Regions from separate parts of the Capsicum annuum genome. Here region 1 is linked to region 2. The links are chromatin contacts, called in public Hi-C maps. All regions are on one chromosome and are shown on one strand. Each heading gives the region's core, a stretch centred on a gene start, on an enhancer-like site or on the middle of the called end of the contact. The rest is flanking DNA. Distances are from core to core; before and after follow the strand shown.

Region 1 (4,252 bases), core at 693-3,192, 140 kb before region 2:
AATTTAATGCACCACATTAGTTTACCAAATTATATAGATTGAGGAAAAAGTACATATTCAATAATTAATCATATTTAGCTATAAAAGTTTATGTGAAATACAAAGAATGACACATGTATTCATTGATCTAATAAAAGGCTGATGGTTATGTTTTTTCAGTCGTATGGCTAAGTTATACATGATTTACATATAATACATAGATCATATATATATATTATACGCTATTTAAGTTGAGTAAGTTTTTTGAGATACTGACTTCTCACCTGGTCGAATTAGTCCTCCATCAAGACTAGTGATGTTCAAGGCAATCAGAATGGTAACTAGTAGTAAGGATATTGTCACTTTCCTCCTTTTCATACACTCCATATATATATTCAACCCTGTCAACTGCCAAATAGTCATAATTAACTTGTTAATTAGGCTAGTCATAAATAATTTGTCTGTGACAATGACTAAAATGACTTGTTTATTCAAAAGAGAATGTTCTCAAATATACATACTCACTCCGTTTTATTTTATTTGACACATATTAACTTGACATTTCTCTTTAAAATATTTGTTAGTATTTGATCAAACTTTTAAAAAATGTTTTTAAGTATATTTTTCATAAAAATATTCTTTTAAAAAGTTTTTTTGGGAGAAGTTTTTTTTTTAGCTTATGAAAAACAACTTTTGCTACTTACACTTATTTTCTCCTCAAAACTTAATCAAACATCTCAATTTATTAAAATAAGCACTTTTAAAAAAAGTACCTTAGAAGAAAAATTAGCTCGTCAAATGGGTTATAAATCTTAAATGTGAAATGCTAGTCTTTTTTTAAATCTCCTTATAAAAATTTTTCATTCCGCTACTCATTAATTTACACACTCTCTATCTCTCTCTAAACAACCTTACGTGATCCTGATAGAATAGAGTATAGATATATTTGGCTGAAAACCTCTGTTAGATAGACTCAACAATATCCTCCTTTATTACTTCATTCAGTTGATATTGCTTATATTGCCAATTTCAAATCTAGATAAAGGAAAGAAGTTGCGCTAAGTTGAAATTCAATGTAAAACAAGAAATTTATGATCTAACCAACTATATTTAGCTCAAGACACTAACCCTAATTAGTTGCAGGAAAGATGGAAGAAAAGATATCCATATAATAAAAAAGGATATCAAGAGGAGTATGTTTGTAATAAGTTTATTATACCATCTTCATGAAGCTATATGTTTACTAATTGACCAAGATTTCACCAATTCTGGAGTAATTTTGCTGTCCAACCACTGCAAAAAGTTAAAATTAACTACGATTCGCTGCTAAATAGCTCGTGGCTGAAATCTTTTTCTCATAATCTGTAGCTAACCAATTGCTAAACTGAATTAGCGTCTAATTTCCTACTTAGCTGCAGAATTTGTCTATCGATAATTTCTAACGTAAATTTTTTAACAGTAAACTCTAAGTTGCATGGATTATTCATTTTCATGCCATACCAGTATCTAATTCTTCAAAAATATACTACTTTTAAAGAAATCGACCCGCAATTGACCATTTTTAGAGTCCAAGAAACATAAAGTAAAATAATCTTTGAAAATGGTTAGTAAATAGAATCCCATAAATAAGAAGAGGCAAAAAAAAACAAGAAAAGAAAGGACAAACACACACACACAATGGAAGAATTTAATTAATTGTCACCTGAGAAACAAAACTTGTATCTTGTTTTCTTCTTCAGCTGGCACAACAGTTTCTTCTATGCACAACTCAAGAAGAGAGCTTCTTGTTTTTTAAGTTGAAGATACATAATATATACGAATTATTATATATTTAACTTGGAGTAGCAATATTGGAAAATTCTTCATATCCATTATTTTGGTAAAAGGAAGGATAGAAAGCTTTTTCTAGATATAGCTTTCTCTAGAGAAAAGGGAAAGTTCAGTATTTTCACACTAACGAAAAAAGATCAAATGTACGAAAAAAGATCAAATGTGTCTTTTTTTAAATTATTTATAATATAATAGCAGCCATCCACTTTTGTGTACTTTGAATAACAAACATATATCGAGAACTTTCAAAGTAAGTTCTCCCTTTTGAAGGTCTAAATATAGCTTTAGAAAAAGTTACTGATATTTAGTAGTCAAAAATAGTTAGCAATAAAATTGTATAGTTTATTGAATACTACCCTAATTGTCATCATTTAATTTGATATAGTATTTAATTATTTTTTTTTAAATTTATATTTTAAATCAATTTTTAAATATTTATGTAGTTATTAATTATTTCATTGAAGGTAAAATAAAAATTTTAAAGTTAAATTGTTTCTAATAATAGTAAGATGGCATTCTTCTTTAAACAGATTAAAAAGAAAGGGGTGCCACATAAAATGAGACAGATGAAACTAGGGGTGTGCATCGATCGGTTCGGTTTGATTTTGTGCACTATCGGTTCGATTTATTCATTTTTTATTTGTAAACACGCTAAACCGATAACCAAATCAATAAGATATTTGTTATCGATTTTCGGTTGATCGATTTTTTATCTTTTTTAGTTCGGTTATCAATTTAACTGATAGAAAACACTCCCCTAATATTTCTTTACTTTCTCTTATTTTCATTTGTTCTACACTATCTTTATATATAAAGTCTACACAAAATAAAAGAACTATGACAACAATTATAAAAGACAATAAGGTATGTATATAGAATTTAAAGCCACTGTTCTATAAGTGTGAATAAAAATATAATTTTAATATAATCTTATTGGGTTATTATCAGTTTAACCATTAACTAAATGATTAAAATCCAAAACTGAACCGATAGCTCAATAAAAAAGTTAGCAAAATCATTAAAAATTATTTAACACAATAATCCAATATTAATAAAGCAATAACATTTTATCGATCGATTTATCGGTTTGATTTTGACAAATCCCTAGATGGAATATTAATTTTAAAATAAAACAATAAACGTGGTAAATCATGTTTTTTTTTTATCATATGATGCTTACGTAGAAGGCTTACTAATTTACAATTAACTTCTTAATTAGATCCTTCTATTCCTGAATTTATTATGTTTCTGTTTTAATCAGTATAAAAAATTTTCCTTTTTAATATGTTCAAAAATGAATTAACACATAAAATATAAAAATTTATTTAATTCGAACATTTTCATTTTATAACCATTAATGACAATCTCTTATAAATATGAAACAACATTTTGAACCACCACATAATACCCTAGCGATATTTTGGCTATGTTATACATATTTCCTGTTTCTTCTTAAGATAATATAGTAATATTAAATGTTTGACCAAAAGAAATAAGTAATATTAAATGAAATACATGGAGAAAAGTTTTTGAAAGACTATTATTCTCATTTTCTGAAAATAAAATGGTCATATGATCACCAAATAAATGAGGGGGTTGGTAGGGGTGGAGTCGGATAGTGCTAAATGTATTTAATTATACCTAAAGTTCAATTCTTTCCATTAATCAAAAAGAAATAAAGTCCTTTTATGGTCAAGCAATGACCTTTTGGACAGCGGTTAATAATTTATTCTATAGTTGATTATTAATTCTAGAATAAGTAATATTAAAATTAATAATTAATATTGAAATAAATTATTTTTGTTATAGGATTAGTCATTTTGAGATAAAATAATTGTTGGGGTTTTGTCCTAATTTTTTTTATTAAATTAAAATTTTTCTTTTTTTGAAAAGAAAATAAAAGTAATATCATAATTACCTTTACTTTTTCTAAAAGGAAAATGTATGACACTTTCATATTTGGCAAACCTTTTCTTAGAGGAAATATTTTGGAGATCTATAAGTAGAATACCCTCCTTCTCATACCATAACACATTAGCATCCACAATGTAGTCAATAAAATAGTCTTGTTTAGGAGGAGATTTCTCTTAGTAGATTTTATGTTTTTCAAAATTAGTTTTTTAATATGTAGGTCATTTGACCAAACATATTAATGATAGATATGTTTTTATTATATTTTTATTTGTCATCTGAATTATCACCATCTTAGTTTACAAACTTTAAGCTTCCGCATGACGCCCACACCAATTTAGAATCCAACAAGTGGTATCAGAGCCTATGGTTCAATGGTCTGATTGTTCAGATTGAGGATATGTAAGATCAAAGTTGCAACCAATTTGATGATAATGAAAATCTTTGTCTAGCTATATCTGGAAAATGGTTTCAAATAAATTTTCAAAAATCCTGCTGCTAAAATCAAAATCAATTTTCAACCCATGTTTAT
Region 2 (4,045 bases), core at 318-2,817:
TCACTATATTCCTATTTACTCCTATTTGGACAAACCAACTTTGCACCTTAAAAGAATGTAAGAAACCAGTTACATGGCTATACGACACATGATCATTAGAAAAATAGACACCAGTTACAATATTTTAGAAGTATAAAATAAATAACATTTTGCAACGCAAAATATAGCTACTCAATTTTGAGGAGTTCCGAAAATTTTTGGATGACACCGGCAAGTGAAGGTTATCAATGATTTTATGGTGCATGAATTGTATAGAAATTGGTGTATCATGGTGTATGAATTGTACAGAAATTAGTGTATCACCAGCTTTATGGTGTCTGAATTGTATAGAAATTGATATATCAACAACTTTATGGTGTCTGACTTATATAAAAATTGGTGTATCAATAATTTTATAGTGTTTGAACACTTTAGAAATAGGTGTATTAATAATAGTAATTTTATAGTGTCTGAAATATATAGAAATTGGTGTATCAATAATTTTATGGTGTCTAAAATGTATAGAAATTGAACTATTTTTATGGTGTTTGATCGATATAGAAATAAGTGTATTAATAATTTTATGATGAATTAATAAATTTATGGTGTATGAAATTTGTATAAGATGTGGTTTGAATCAATAGGAGAATTTACTATCATTAATGATCTTTTTTCTTAGAAGTATTAAAAATTAATGTTCATTGAATTAAATAAATTAAATTTAAAAACATAAAAAAAATATCAAATAAATGTGTTGTTTTTATGGTTATCTTATTTACTATTTTTTTTAAAAAAACTTAGTTCAAAAATAAAGTAGGAGAATTTATAAGATAAAATATCAATCATTAAATTGTCTCCTTAAATCATGTTATTTTAACTGGTTTTTTTTTTTTTTACCTTTGGTAGATTTTGATATATTTTGTAAATTAAAAACTAATGGTAGTTTTTGTAATATTGACTCTTACATTGTATAGCTATGTGATTTGCCCTTTTTTTATAAGAAATGTTATGAATCAGACAGTATTAAGCAAACCACAAGCAAAAGAATGACAAGAAGAACACATAGATTTACATGATAATCTTTGCGGAAAAAATCACGAGCAGAGACAGAGGGAATTCACTATGAAGGAGAAGAGTACGAGATTGGAGACGTAGTCTTAATGACGTAATTTTGTTACCTCCAAAACGACCCACTAAGTGCACTTTTATAATACGTGTGTACACTAACCTCGTGAAAAATTACAAACATAGATCACACCACGAAATTTTCAGGACCGAATTAATAAAATTTGGATCACGACTCTAACGAGAAAGAACTACATCCCATAGATAAAATAAGTTTTTAATTACCTGACATAGTTAATGTTTTAAAATAATTATCTTACATAGTTAGTTTTATAACTATTTTTATGTGAGCCTCATATACAAATATTCTACACAAGATATATAACTAATACACGATTCTCTCTCACTTAATTAATTTTTCAAACATTTTCTCTTATCTGATTGGTTACTTTGCACATGATATAACTATACCATTATTAAAGAGATTTCAACGTACATCATCTTCCTCGTCACTTTCTTGAAGACAAAGCTCACACCTATTTTCCTCGCTGCCTCCCTCTCGGACAACTCCCATGTCGACAACCCCCTCTTCCTCATCCTCGTCACTTGCCACCTTATTTTCTAGTGAAACCCCAAGTTGTTTGATGAATTGATCGAAAAATAAATATTTTGAACAACTAGATCCACCTGAAAGCTTGAATAAGAAAATTCCAAAACGGACAAACTTAACTAAATCAAAAACTGAATCTAACCCAAACATACATTGTGGCGGCGGTGAAGTTTTTGTTGTTGTTGTTATTGTCGGTTCCATCGAAATAGTAAAGGAAAGAGGGGTTACTAGAGGTTTTGCGTGGTGGATTTTGTTGGGTTATTAAAAGCAGGATGTTGACAGAGAAAAAGACACGCAATAGTTATTCTTTCAGATCTGATTGCTGGCCAGAGTGGAGTCGATGGTGGTTCTTTACCGCCATCTGAAGTGATGTTGTTCTTCGTCGTCTGCAGTTGAAATGCATTTATACATATGTATATTTGTATCTTAGTCATAAAGTGAATTTTTTGTATATTTATATTAGCGCGTTTGTATTTTTATATTTATTTTTAGGAGTTTTACATAAATTTCGACTAGTTTATCCACACTCTATTTCAATTTCTTTTAATTTTAAAAAATTTTAATTTTTTATTTTGCAGATATATAATATTAAAAGAGATAAATGTTGATGTTACATATTACGAAACAACTAATTCACTGTAATTATGAAAAGTAACGATAATTAACTCATTTAAGAAGTAATTTACTAAGCAAATCTTCTAATTAACATCTAAATACCTCAAAAGATGACATTTAGTTAATAATGCAATTTTTTTAAAAAATATTTTTCTCCATATTCAACTTTCAAATTCATTCTTCTTTAGCTTTTCTCTTTTTTTCTTGGCGTTATTTTCCTTTTTCAACTTTTTGTGATGAATTTCAAACCCTAAAAAAAGATACAAATATTGGGTAAAAAAGTATCATGGTAAGACATGATGTATCAATTTAAAAAATGAGATTTGAAATACAAATGCATAAGAAATACACAATATGAAAAATATATCAAGTGCAAAGATACATATTTTAAAAGAGATACGTACAAAAACCTTCTAACTATATACATGTATATGAAAGAGACATATCAAAAAATATAGAAAAAATTACATGAGCTAGTAACCTTAAAACATTAATTACAATTAATAGTAATAGTTTCTCAAAATTACAACTAATAATAAAACTAGCAATACTTTACCTTTTTTAGGAAAAAGCGCGTGACTTGAACTCCTTTTTTTACCTTATCCTTTTTTCATGCTACTTTATCAATTTCAGTTCCCTTCAACCTTCAATTTTTTTTTCAAATACCATTTTTATCTCTTAAGATCTTGATAAACATTGCATTCATATATTAAGGTAATTTTATTTTACAGTTAATGCATGTTATATTTTTCATATAAATTCTTTTATGTATTTTACTGTTGAATTTTTTTTCAAATTTTTCATTCTTCTTCTACGATTTAGTCTGTTAGTTTTTTTTTTTTATGTGTGTGTTGAAATTTTTAAAGTTCTGCTATAATGGCACAACATGCAAATCATAATAGTTCAGTTAGAGGTATTCAACCGATGAATTTAGTTTTCGATGAACTACCATCGCTTAATCTTGGGTTAACACAAGATGAAGATTTTAACGTGTGTTCTACTAATATTCAACCTAAGGGAGGTGTTAGCAGTGAAGAAGTGAGATTGAAGCACCATAACAATTCGAAAAACATTGTGAAAAAATAAAACAAAAAGATTTGAGAAAATCTTCATCCCCAAAATTCACAAAAATTCAAAAAATTGATGAAAAAGAGGAAGTCGGATGAAAAAGGTGAATCTAGTAAAATTGCAAGTCTTGTTTCATCTGATTATGAATTCGAAGAAGAGAAAGTGGAGGAGGTATGATGTTATTTGTAAAATTTTATAATTTCTGGACAACATATTCATATATGTATTTTATATATACAATTTATTAGGTGTGTATTTATTTTTCGATTTTGTTAAGATATGAAATTGTAGTCCCTAATGTGTTGTTAAATTGTAGTCCCTAATTGTATTTATTTTATATTTGTTATATGTAAGATATGTAGTTTGTACAAAGGTTTGTTACTGATAAGAATTGTATATGTTATGTATTTTGTATATTTTTTATATGTATTTGTATTTAAGGTATGTGTAAGATATTTGTATTTGTCACTGATAAGATATTTGTATTTGTCACTGATATGTATTTGTATTTGTCGCTGATATGTATTTGTATTTGTCACTGATAAGATATGCGAAGATTTGTATTTAATGTTAAGTTGTATTTGTTATTCATTAGATTTTGACTATGATATGTACTTCTTTCTTCTTGATAAGCATGATTTTTGTACCAGTTATGTATAAACAAAATAAATATGTATTTGATTTGCTTAAAATATATGAAATGTATTT

The links. Hi-C and Micro-C count contacts between places; a contact is called where the count stands out from the background.
Region 1: a Hi-C map of leaf shows a contact between it and region 2, with 2.9 times the contacts expected there. The contact joins the promoter of LOC107847929 here to the enhancer-like site in region 2. A contact is called at or near these places in 2 of 5 Hi-C or Micro-C datasets (both in leaf).

Annotation. Positions count from the first base shown.
Region 1 is chr1:214,626,111-214,630,362 of UCD10Xv1.1, reverse strand. It overlaps LOC107847929, which reads right to left and starts at 1,942. Exons shown (of 11, transcript XM_016692537.2): 1 at 1,682-1,942; 2 at 264-387. The coding sequence starts at 366.
Region 2 is chr1:214,483,868-214,487,912 of UCD10Xv1.1, reverse strand. No RefSeq gene overlaps it. Among protein-coding and RNA genes, the nearest start is that of LOC107861760, 130 kb to the right of the region's middle. Within about 2 kb of position 1,567, at least 5 of the 5 cell types and tissues checked have an H3K27ac peak or open chromatin away from gene starts, as enhancers often do. A contact at or near this core is called in leaf, where this site is marked.